Regions from separate parts of the Callithrix jacchus genome. Here region 1 is linked to region 2. Evidence: chromatin contacts called from public Hi-C data. All regions are on one chromosome and are shown on one strand. Each heading gives the region's core, a stretch centred on a gene start, on an enhancer-like site or on the middle of the called end of the contact. The rest is flanking DNA. Distances are from core to core; before and after follow the strand shown. Region 1 holds the start of MEIS1 (Meis homeobox 1). Region 2 has its middle 150 kb from the start of MEIS1.

Region 1 (5,990 bases), core at 2,274-4,773, 150 kb before region 2:
TACATTGTAAAAGTGTTTTAGTCCCTTGATTGTTCAGAATTAATCGTATAAAGGCCTAGAAGTTACATTAGGTTCACAGTTAAAAATGCAAAGAGTGTGTGGAGGGGGCAGGGGGATGCTTTTCAAAAACTACTGAGTTGATTTTAAGTCTGCAAACTCAAACTATCTCATTCTTTAAGGAAAAATGTGTGTGTAGGTAATTTACAGTACATTTTTATGGTAATCTGGCACATCGTGGTTAAAGCATGCAATCAATAGTCTAGTCTTCCTCCTACTTTGAAGATTTTGGTTATGTTTGCAAAGAGTGACTTACCTGAACCTTCTTTTTTCATCTGTGCTAGAAAACAAAAGAAAAAGATAACCGGAAAGCAACAATACAAAATAAATTCTGTGGTCAAGTATATATACCATTTCCAAATTTGAAAATGTGGCCGCAGGATTGTGTTAACTCTAAGCCCCGTTACCTCTTTGCCAAAGAACCCCTAAGGCTGTTAAAGACCACAGTCATGTAAGTGTATTTCGCAGTAAATTTCTCTCAGTTAAATTATACTTACACAATTTCCCTAGCAGTTCATTTAAGGATCGTAAACATAGGTGTGCCCCGTCGGTGTTGGGTTTGACTCCCACCCTACCCCCGCGTCTCCCTCCTACCCCCGAGTCGCGCAGTTGCCTGGCGGGCCTGCTGCTGGGACGATGATCACACCCCCGCGGGCAGCCGTCGGAAGGCGCTCAGGTAACCGCCGAAGTCGGCTGCGGTTCGGGGAAAAGGTCGCAGGCTGCCGGCCCAGCTTAGTCCACTCCCTAATCGGAAAAGGAGTGTGTTTGTTGCCTTGGCCCAACCAGAGCAGTCTCCAAAAAATTAACAGAAATCGCCTTCCAGAGACGGGGAGGTTCCGTCTTGGCCTGATATTCTGCTTCCAAGATCCGGTTGTGGGGCCGGAGGGGGGAGTGCAGGCATGGGCATAAAGGCGCTGGTAATGCACCTGGCTGCCCACCCCTCTCCGTCCCCAGCTTTTACTCGCGGGCCTGCCTTAACCTCCCAAGTGATGTTTCAGGGCGTTTGTGCAAGAAAACACTACACGTGTACGTGATGGAAAAAACTAAAAGATCCTGAAACCTGAGTGTCAGAAAAAAGAGAGGGAGAAACAGAGAGAAAGAAAAAAGAGAGAGGAAGGAAATGATAAGGGATCCTGGAGATGGTTTAAAAAAATAAATAAACACGGAGCTCCTTCGAGGCAAAGCGCTTCTGAAGGTTTTGGGAGAACGGGTATCAGTCCTTCAGGCACACCGGGTGCCAGTACGGAGTTGGGGGCGGGGAAGGGTGCAATGTAGGAGGCTGGGAAGGCTCATCTGCTGGCTTTGTGGAAACACTCCACGGTTGGGGGCTATCAACCCGCGTTGACTCTTGCAGAGTGCTAAAGGAAGCGATAGTTGTCGCCTAGGGAGACTACAGACGCTCGGTGGAACCTCATTCCAGACCTCTGTTCTGATGATGCTCGCCCTGTGTCCTCTGCTACTCGGAAGCCCACTCTATAGAAACTCCAGTCCTACCTCGCGGACGTACGCAAATTCTTTTTTACTTTGCGCTTAAGAGTTGGCTTCAATACATTTTGGAGCTTCTAACCTTTCCCAAACAATCTCCTGATGAAAGGATCCCCCCAGTCTTTCTCAAAACTCTTCTCCCCTGCCTACACTCACTCGAGGGTGAGGGTTCAGTCCGCAACTGGCGAGTGGGACGGGGGTGGGGGCCGTGGGGGCACGGGCGGGCTGCTTCGAGGGAGTCAGCCTTTTGGCCACCTTCAGGGCGGGAATAGGGACTGGCAGTTTGCACTCCCCGCAGATCGAAGCTCCCTGCTGATCGATTATTTGATAATTGATTTTCCCCGCAGCCAATGCGCGGCTGCCTGGGCGGGGGCGCCTCCTGATTGGCCGAGCGCTCCTCCGCGGCTGCCTACCGAGATTTGGGTGAGCTCATTTTCCAGTCGACCGCAGGGGGAGTTTTCTGCGAGGCTTCAAGCGGGAGGGAGGGGGAAAAATCCTCTCCGAGACTAGCAAGCTACGAGCCCTGCTTGGGGATGTGAGGTTTCCAGCCGCTGTTAGGAGCTGCTGCGGCTGAGCCATCTCGGCAGATCTGAGTCCAGTGGACCGAAATATAAATACGAAAATAACGCCACTAGATATAATCACAAGGGACAAGCTTAGAGTGGGAGAATAAAGGGGAAAAATTAAAGCCCAGTGAATAGGTGTTAAAGTTAAAAAAAATAAATAAATAAATATACAGTGGCTGATTGGAGCCTTCGAGTTATAGATACCGGCAGCTTTTGTCTGAAATGTCAGCTTCCGAGGAGGATTTCTCTTTCTCTGGCACTGGGAGGTTTCGCCGAGTCAGGTTAGGGACGGGGAGGCCGAGTGCGGGAAAGGATGTCTAGGGTGGTGAGAGCAGGGCGTCGCTGGAGAAATAGCTTGGAGAGGGGGGCGCGGGGCTTCTCCAGGCCCGAGAGAGACAGAGGCTGGAGCCTCTCGGCGCTTCTAAGACAAAGGCAGCAGTGGCTGCAGCCCGAGACTAGCACTCCAGCAGCGTCGCGCCGCGCCCTGGGCGCACCGCCGCCTCTTCTCCAGCGGGTCGGAGAAAGCGCCTCCCTCCCCGCTGCTCCCCGGCCGGGGCTCCGCCCGCGAGGACTGGGGTGCTGAGAGCCCGCGCCGGGTTTCGCTTTCCGGATATCATAAATAGCTTGGTGTTTGTAAATAGGCACGGGGGGCACAATCCCGGCGCTCAGCTCATTGTTCCCTCCTTCCTCTCTACTTCGCGCAGGACGCCTGGGTTGGGGTTGGGAGCAGCCGGGGTTAGAAGGTGGGGGAGTCTAGACCCGAAGTGACAAAATGAGAGTATTTCCTTTTCCCCCGGCCCAGCGTCCTCCTCGAACAGCAAAGAAACCTCTAAGCTGGGTCTGCAGAAAGACGGAGCCACCTCCACCCCACGTTCTCAGGACTCCTGAGCAGAGGCTTTCCCAGCCCGGCTTCTCCTCCTCCTCCGTCTCCTCCTCCTCCACGCTCTCGGTTTGACTTTTCTCCTGGCCGTGTTTAGTTCTGAGAATTCAGTACTTTGCGCATCACCCCCTACCCCGAAAAACACTGGCAGACCCCAATAATTTCTAGGAAAGTCATGAGGTCTAGGCGCGGAGCCCTGTGCAAAATAACTCCCGCTTCTGCCTGCCGGGCGTTGATTCCCAATTTATTTCAAGAAAGCGGGCTTTGGGGAGAAAGTCTGCAGGGGGAGGGAGAGAAAAGAATACTGAAAATAAAGCCGGCGGCCGTGGGCTACTGCCTGCGTTTGTGTGCGTGTGCCCTGGGTGTATGGTGTTTGTGTCCGGGCTTGCGATTTAATCGAGCGCCTCTCTGCCTTTCGAGTGGGGCCGGAGCTCGCTTCGCGCACCCACCCCTGCCGAGGAGCCTACTTGCTGCAGCCCAATGCATTGTGTAAGACGCGACCTGTTATGGCCACCACTACTTCCGGGTTCTAGCATTCTGGTCGGAATCCACCTCTCCGCCTGTGCAACACACACTTTACACACGCACGGGGACTGCAAGCGGGCAGCATCGATCGTGGCTCCTTTAAGACAAACTCAGACAGACATTTTTTTTAACCCTCCTTCTCTAATCTCCCTCCAGTGCAGCACTTGCAAAGAGGGAGAGAGAGGGAGAGAGAGGGAGAGAAAGAAAGAGAGAGAGAAGAGAGAAACTGATTAGAAATTAGAACTGATTCAAGAGAAGCGAGCGCTAGGGCTTTGTGCATTTGAATATTAACATTTGAGGTGTTCTGACCAGAAGAAGACAGAGCGGATGATCATTCATTCACCACGTTGACAACCTCGCCTGTGATTGACAGCTGGAGTGGCAGAAAGCCATGAGATTTGGTAGTTGGTTCTGAGGGGCGCTCTCTTTTTTTTTTTTTTTTTTTTTTTTTAAACTGATTTTTGGGGGAGAGAAGATCTGCTTTTTTTTTTTTTGCCCCCGCTGCTGTCTTGGAAACGGAGCGCTTTTATGTTCAGTGACTCGGGCGCTTTGCTTCAGGTCCCGTAGACCGAAGATCTGGGACCAGTAGCTCACGTTGCAGGAGACGTTAAGGGATTTTTCGTCGTCTTTTTTTTTTTTTCCGGGGGAGTTTGCATATTTGTTTCTTTTCACACTGGCCTTAAAGAGGATATATTAGAAGTTGAAGTAGGAAGGGAGCCAGAGAGGCCGATGGCGCAAAGGGTACGTATTAAAAAACAATTGTGGAACTCAAATGTGAGATTAAATTGAAACGTGGCCGAAAGACACTACTAAAAAGTTTCCTTTTTTCTCTCTCTTTTTAAAACTGAGGCTCCTAAAGCCGTGGCCTAAAGCGAGAGGATTTATTCAATGTATTTGTAGACTTGTGTATGTTACTTGGAGTTGTTAATTAAAGGAATCAATTTATCTGTAGATTCCTAACCAGCAGCTATATAAATAAAAATGCAAGCTCAATCATCTGCTTTAAAAAAAGCTAGATACCTAATGCTATAATTTGAATATTCATAGATCAGAAGTTTGAAAGTTATGTTTAAACTAAAATATGCAGCTGGAAACTTCTGATAGATATGTTATTGATTATGCTCATCTTTAATATCACTAGAAGTATTTAGCTTTTTAAAGCAAATAACTTTGTCATAGTATAGCCAATTTTTGGATCAGAAAACATTCATCTTTTTATAATAATTTCAATTTGTGTAGATTTGTATTCAAGGCAATATTTTGCAAGTTTTTCTTAGATAAGCCATGTACTAATTGGATACTAAGCACACAGTTACTCACTTTAAAAATGCAATACTAATTTCCCCACATTTCTTTTTCAATGGAAATGCAGTGAGAGTAAAGTGAGACAATGACAACCCAACTGAGGTAGTTTCTTAAAAGAAAGGGGGTCTACAAAAAGCCTTCCTGCATAATTTGTGTCCTGGCCCTCAAAGCCCTGTTTGCCAAAGAAAGTTACTAGGCTGACATATTTTTCTTTACTCCTTTGGTTCAGGCAAATGTCAGCGTTCTTCCAAACTCTTCACACCTCTGGCTTTAAGGAGATGAAAGTGGCAATTCCTCCTTTCTTTGAAAATCATTTCACTCTCAGCACCTCCAAATCTTGAGAAAATAACTTGCTTGGAATGAACCAATTAGAAAAACCTAAATAGCTAAATTTCACACACACAAAATAATGACAATCAATATGAAAGTAGTTTTGGGTGTTTTTTTTTTTTTTTTTTCTGCAAGAGGAAGATGGGAGGTTTTCTGTGCATTTGCTTTTGAATTTGCTTTAAACCTGGTGAGTAACATTTGCCTCCTTATCTTCTAGTCTGGAAAGAAAGTTCATAAGAGTAAATAAGAAAATAGAATATTAGCTGCTTCAATTGCAGATTTTCTTTAACTTTGGGTGGGGGATTGCTCAATTCTAAATTCAGCTCTGATATTCAGGAAAAGCTACCCTTCTTTGAGTTTCATTTATAAGGGGTCAGTTTAATATAATTTAGCAAAGTTTGTCTTGGAAAGCAAAATAAATGCAGTGTCTTGCAGGACTGCCTAACCTCATGCTGGCAGGGAAATAAAATGAGAAGCCTGTCTAAATTCACGTGCTTGGCGTAGCTGTTCCCATCGTAACTTTTTTTTTTATTATTCCCCCTGATGTGAAGGGGCTGTGAAAGTAGGCAGATTTGCTGCACTGTCCTGGCATCTTTTATTGTGATTTTGAATTTCTTCCTCCAGAGACATGCCCGTTTCACCTTCCCCCCTCGGGAAAATGCTTCTCTTTCTCTCCTTCTTGCTTCCTTCCTTACGAAAGGAGCCTGAATTTCTGAATTAGTTGATAGGGACACAAGTAAGAGCAAGATCATTCATCCCAGGCGAGTCTCACTGAGAATTCTGTCATTTTTACTTAAAAAAATCTCTTTTGTAAAATAAGAAAACTCAGCTTTAGAGATGCG
Region 2 (6,239 bases), core at 558-3,057:
TGTAGTGTCCCCGAAGTCTGCAGGCGGAGCGGGAGGGGAGAGGCTCCTGTCCTGGGGTTGGGCCCGACTCCATGCCCCGAGGGGAAATCCCGCGGGCCGCTGCGCGGAGCTGTAGCCAGAACAGGCTACCCCTGGGCCCCGCGATATGCCGGGTCCCGGCCTAGGCCCAGGGTGTGAGCGGACAGGTCTTTGCCCCCAGACCACAGCTCTGGCCGCGGGCGCTGCGCTGGCGACTGCCTTAGCCTCCTGCCTTCTCTTCAATCCCATCTCAGAGTCTAGTCTAAAGGACTGTTGACTTTGTCTCTGGAGATGGGGCGACCAGGGGTCTGCGAAGGAGGTTGTGGAGAGGCATCTCCTGGGTGGGGCTCCGGGCCCTCTCTCCTTGGAACCTCTTGGAGTGCTTTGTTATAGCCCAGAGACTTCCTAAAGAACTCTGCCACATCCGGGCCCCGGACTCCAGAGTCCCTTGGTGGCCATGGGAGCGCGACCCTGAGAGCCTGGGGACTAGGGAGCACAGGGAAAGCGCGCACGGCCCACTGGGAGGGCGTTGGGCGGAGAGTGCCGGAGTCTGGAGCCGCGGCTGGGAAGCCGCGGACAGCACCTAAGGACGCCTTAGGCAGGAGCTCCTCAGGGTCACTTTAAACGCTCTGCAACCCTTCCCCAGCCTTTCGGATCCCCGCAGGCCCTCGGCCCATGCAAAGGTAGTAAAAACATCACTTCACGCCGCAAAACTCCCGCGTAGGCGCTTGGATGCCGACGGAGAATGGTGTGGAACAGGGCAGTGGGGCGCCCTGCTTGGCTGGGCACTTTTCCTTGTCTCACACTCTTCTCACATGCCATGCCTTGCCCATTGGCTGTTAGCGGCGCGTATCACTTAGGGTGGCCAAGGTGCGGAGCCTACAGGAGGCTGGGAATCCCAGGGTTTGGGGAAGAAGTAGTGAGCGATATTCGAGGGGTCAGGGACCTGAGGGAGACAGCTGATGGCTGGGAGGGGAGGGCTCCCTTTTCCTCCCACTCTGCCCGCTAGGGCGTCTGAAACATTCTCTCCCTAGGCGAAGCTGAAAGGAAAAACAAACAGCGTATTGAGCAATCAGTTCGCCAACGTTGGAGCTTTAAAGAGCCTTTGCTCTGAAAATACTACCCTGGGGGTCTCCGTGGGGAGATGGGGGAAGCATTTTTGGGGCCTCGGTTCTGACTTGCCCGGCGCCCCACTGGTCGCCCCTCGGCTCGCTGCCTTCTGACATCCCTGCGCGCTCAGCCCACTGCGGGGAAACCCGGGCGGTGAAGCCCTAGAGAAAAGGGATTTAGTTTTAAGCCAGTCTCCCATCGATCGGGTCGGTAATTTCTAGCCCTGCCCACTCGCAGACACACTCACCTCTACCCTAAAGCATTAAGTTCATTACGCGAGCAATGATCTTAATCTCCAGGCGGAAAACGAGTCCCGGGACCTCGCCGATTGGGGAAGCAGTGAATAAAGTCACCTGCTTCGCTCACCCGCTTGGCCCGCTCCTCCCGTGGGGGCCGTGTGTGGCAGGGAGCGTCGAGCGGGGGTCCCTAGCTCCAAGCCGAGGCGGTCCAGGAAGGGGTTAGAAACCCTGTATCTGTTTCGCGCGGGAAGACGACCTCCTGGAAGGGTGGGATAGCTTTTGCTCGCTTTCCTTTTCCCCTCCCTCTGCCTTTCTTCCTAGGCCTCCCTCGCACCTCTGTACTTTCTTCCTCCTCTCCTCCCCGCAAGTGGCAAGTTCCTCTTCTCCACCTAGCGTCCAGAGGTTCTGCCCCTTCGCAGTCCCCCGCAGCCTCAGGGCCCGCACAGAAGTCTGGTAGCCCGACGCTTTTCCGCCCACCTACCTCAACCACCTTTCTAGGCATGGGTGGGTGGGGAACAATCAGTGAGGCCCTTTTGAAGCCACTTGCTGAGGGCACCCCGAGGCTTTAAAGAACCAGATTTCTGGATTTAGGGGCGATCTCTGCGCGCATTGAAAACTCCATCCCAAAGAAACCCAGCACAGCAGCAAACACCCTCAGCAGTTGCCTGCTTCTCGGCCCCCGCCTTGGCACAGAGCAGCGTCTGGCACGGCGAGGAGATGGAGGCAAGCCACGCGCACCCGTCCTTTTACTGGCGGACCCGCGAGGCGCCAGCTTGTTCTGGAGACTCAGTTTCCACTGGACAAAAGCAGGGGAAACACAACGCAAGAACTGTGCAAATCCAGGTTCCCGACACCCCTCCACCCCACCCCAATCTGATTTTTGAGACGGGCATTTTCAGGTAGTCCTAAACTGAACGGCGAGCTTTGTGTGTTATCTAATGGGGGTGGGGATGAAAGGGGAGGAGACTCCCACTGCCCGTTCCAGTCTTTAATGTATGAAATAACGAAATGCCTGTGTAGCAGCTGCTGCTTGAGCCAAAACTAACTCTTTGGAAGACGGTAAAGAGTGAAAGGCAAAGAAAGACTGTTCATTTTTTTTCTTTTGGTGCCGTTTGGGATGTCATCTGTTTCCTTGGCGACTGTGTTCAGCCCCCGGAGCCCCTGGGCTCCTGGATTGTTAGGGGGGAAAAGCATGCTATTTCTGCACCGTCATTTATCACTGTCACCGCATAATGATTCCCCTTGCAGCCCCTTATTGATGTTTGTAATTGCATTATCTCATAAAGGAGGATGATCAATGAAACCGAGCCGTGCATTCTGGGGTCAGAGGAAGCCAAAGTACTGTTTGTCCCCTTTAATACAACAAGTACTCATTATCTTTAGGTCTGCATTCAAAAAATGATCTGATCTAGGGCTGACCCTGTCGGACATCCCAACACTTTCTAAAACGCGGTTTGTATAACCTTTTGCTTAAATGCTAAATCAAGTACCTGTCTTGCATTTCAACGATACAAGATGCTAAAACTGAATGAAATAAGAAAGCATTTCTTTTTCCTTTTCTTTTTTTCTGGGAGGGGTGCGATCGTCTGAAGGCGCATGAGATTTTACACTGTAACTGCTTGGTGATATAATATAGAAAAGGCAATCCCCATCCACATGAATCCTAATAAATGAAAAAAAAATGGGGGTGAGGGGAAAAAGGTAGGTAGCTGGGAGCTTTTAACAAGGTCGGTACTAAAAGAGCAGAATAAAACCACATCCAGTTTAATTAATAATAGCTATAAACTGAAATAATTCCCCGTGATTCTGCCCTTGCTTCTCCCTTGTAGAGTCATAGCTCTTCAGTTTAGATAAATGACTTTTGTGGCTGTTCGATTCTCACAACAACAATAACTAAATCAGTTGCACACTCTTATCTAAAACCATCTACAAACTCCAGCAAATAAAAAGAAGTTCATTTGTCTATTAAGGCAAGTATTTAGTTGAGCAGAAGTGTCCCAGTAACACTGAATGGAGTTCATGTAATCCCATGAAAATCAAGTCATCTTGTTGCATTGAAGTAAATGAAAAAATACAAAGGAGGAAAGGTCCAAGTGTAATTTTAAACTAAATGCATTATTGGACTGTCACAGTGAAAACGTGATTGTTTGGCTGGGATGGGGGCAGTGAGTGGACATTAACTTAGCTCAGATTTAACTTAAAGGTTTTAGAAAGGAAACATGTATTCCAGATTTGGTGATCGTTTTAATTTGTGGAAAGAGGAGAAATGGAAACAATTCTAACTCATCATTTTAGTATACTAGGGGGAATCATTCCTTCAAATGCAGAATTAAGCAAAAAGCTTGTTTTAAACATTGCAAGTCTGTATCAGCAGAAAAAAAGTTTCCAGTCTTCTGAAAATGTGTCCTCTCTATGTTAATAAGAAGATGATGATAATGATGATGATGATGATGATGAGAGAGAGAGAGAGAGAGAGAAAGGGGGGGTGGAAAGAGAGAGAGAAAGAAAGAAAGTCCAGGTGTTTTACTTTTAAAGTTCTAGATATTTCTAAATTAACCATATAAATTAATGTTTTACATAAAAATATCTAAATGAAAAGCTTTCATTATAGTTGAGAAAATGAGTACGTAAATAGTGTGCTCTGATAATTTGATATTTTGACATAAAACCTTAAATTGAATTATAATAAAACAAAGGGCTAAAATATTCCCCCTAGGAAAAATAACTTTAATAGTAAAGCTAAAAAAGTTTTAACTGTGTTGAACCATTACTTTTTTCTCTGAAAGGTAGATTATCCTAAAATGTATTATTTTCCAGAAATTCTGTCAAGGCACTTTGAAATAATATATGTTTTGTATCATTTAAATATTCTGACACTTTCATTCTTTGAAAATGCTCAAACTGTAATGAATACGCAGCCATGCATATATTTAATATAAATGGTATCTTGTCGTTAACATAAAATATTAAAGAGAAAATAAAACTTTGGGCTTTGTCAGTTAAGATAGAATTTTTTAGCATAATACACTGATTTTCAAAACATACAGTTGAAACTCCTTGATTTAACCAATCAACACAAGTCTTTTTCTTAGTTGGTTGCAGAACTGGCACCATACATGCTTTCTATTTTTAATATTTAGTGTTGTAGCCCACGGTTAAAATAATGAAAAATTAGTCTCGTTTCAAAATTATTTATTTATGGAACGAACATGATTAAAACATAAACACACACACAAACTGCAGCTGCAACAGAAAAAAACTTGATTTATGGTTATTAAATCTTTGATCGCCATGTTAATGTTTCTTTTTCTACCTTTCATTTGCATTTTAATCTATCGAATCTTTACAATTTTGCTGCCTCTTATTTCAATGATTGATTACAGATCTGAAATAAGAAAAACCAAGCCCAGCTTTTCTTTTCCTTTCTTCGCTTTCTTTTTTCTTTCTCTTTTTCTCCCCCCCCCCGCTTCCCCCCCGCCCCAACCCGCTCTCCCTCCCCCCCCCCGGGTAGATTTCTGAAACTTTCTCTCAATGCTAATGTAGACAGGACAAATTAATTCTGCTCTTTTAAATGTCAAAGATATAAATAAAAAATGTTTTCTGTCCCAAACGTGAATATTTTCCCAGCTGCTTGTTTTCGAGTCGTAAAAGATCATCCCAGCAAAATGCAATTAACAGCGAAACACACACGCACATACACACACACACTTGGCGGTGTGTGGAATTTTTTTAAAGGACGTGTTGTTCTGAGTTAAAGAAAGGTGAGAAGTTCACCGTCCCTTCACCACCAGTAGCCCCGCTTCTCTCCTCTCCCTCTCTCTCTCTCTCTCTCTCTCTCTCTCTCTCTCTCTCTCTGTCTCTCTCTCTCTCTCTCTCTCTCCTCAGGTTTGGTCTCTAGTTCTATCTGTGATCTAAGTCACACAAACAAACAAAAACAAGCCTGGCGGAGGCTTACTGGATGTTGAGTTGATTTCTTGAGATAAGCGGTGTAAAGACAAAAGGGGGAGCGACGCAGGTCTGTTTGCTTTCTTTCCCCGCCGCCCCACTGTCCCTTTTCCCTTCTTCTCCCGCTCCTCCCCAGACGCCCGCCCCAGGTGGCTCCGCTGTCCGCTTTGCCGGGACCGGTCACTTTCGAAAGCCGGTGTGGCGCTGCTTTTGGAAGGCGCCGGCCGGACGTCGGCTGAGCTCCTTCTCCCCAGGGGCTGAGGACCCCTGGGGCTCTGCGAGGCTCTGGCCCCTGAACAGATTGCGCCTCCCGCCTGGCCGCCAGTCGGGACTGGGGTGGGAGCCGTGTTACAGTTGCGCGCTGGAGGCGAGCCCCAGGTGTGAGCGCAGAGGCTCTCTCGCCAGCCCGTGGGTCTGGGAACCTTTCAGGACGCCACCCTCCACCACTACCCCTTCGGCTGCTCCCTAGGCCTAACCCCCTCGTGAGGTTATAATGACCGCGGACTCAGGGGAGCCCGCACTTGAGCGAGGACCGACTTCTCAAGCGGGTCCACGCTGCTCATGCTCGTGTCCACGGGTGGCGCGCTGTGACCGGGTGGGGGGCGAGCTGCGAGAAATAGGAGGGGACAGGACCCCCAGAATCCCTCCATAGACACACACACAATCAAGAGTAGGAGTTAGGATCTTGAGAGGTAGAACTACCCCAGGCAGGGTTTCTCCAGCTGGGCCTTTGGACCCCGCGCGCGCCCAAGGGCGTGCCCGCCGCGGAAGCACGGATTATCTTCCCTGGACTGGGTCTCCGGGAGCGTGCGTTGCTCCCTTTTTCCTAGCGGCCCCTTCGCTGGCTGCCGCGAGGGGGGCGATGTTCATTAACTTGGATACCCAACGCGGTTGAAATAGGAGGAAAAAACACATTTGATCTGGGCC

What was found. Hi-C and Micro-C count contacts between places; a contact is called where the count stands out from the background.
Region 1: a Hi-C map of induced pluripotent stem cells shows a contact between it and region 2, with 7 times the contacts expected there. The contact joins the promoter of MEIS1 here to the enhancer-like site in region 2. A contact is called at or near these places in 3 of 3 Hi-C or Micro-C datasets (induced pluripotent stem cells and skeletal muscle).

The regions. Positions count from the first base shown.
Region 1 is chr14:47,466,537-47,472,526 of calJac240_pri, reverse strand. MEIS1 (Meis homeobox 1) reads left to right here and starts at 3,523. Exons shown (of 13, transcript XM_003734725.6): 1 at 3,523-4,254. The coding sequence starts at 4,243.
Region 2 is chr14:47,317,644-47,323,882 of calJac240_pri, reverse strand. No RefSeq gene overlaps it. Among named protein-coding and RNA genes, the nearest start is that of MEIS1, 150 kb to the left of the region's middle. Within about 2 kb of position 1,807, at least 4 of the 16 cell types and tissues checked have an H3K27ac peak or open chromatin away from gene starts, as enhancers often do.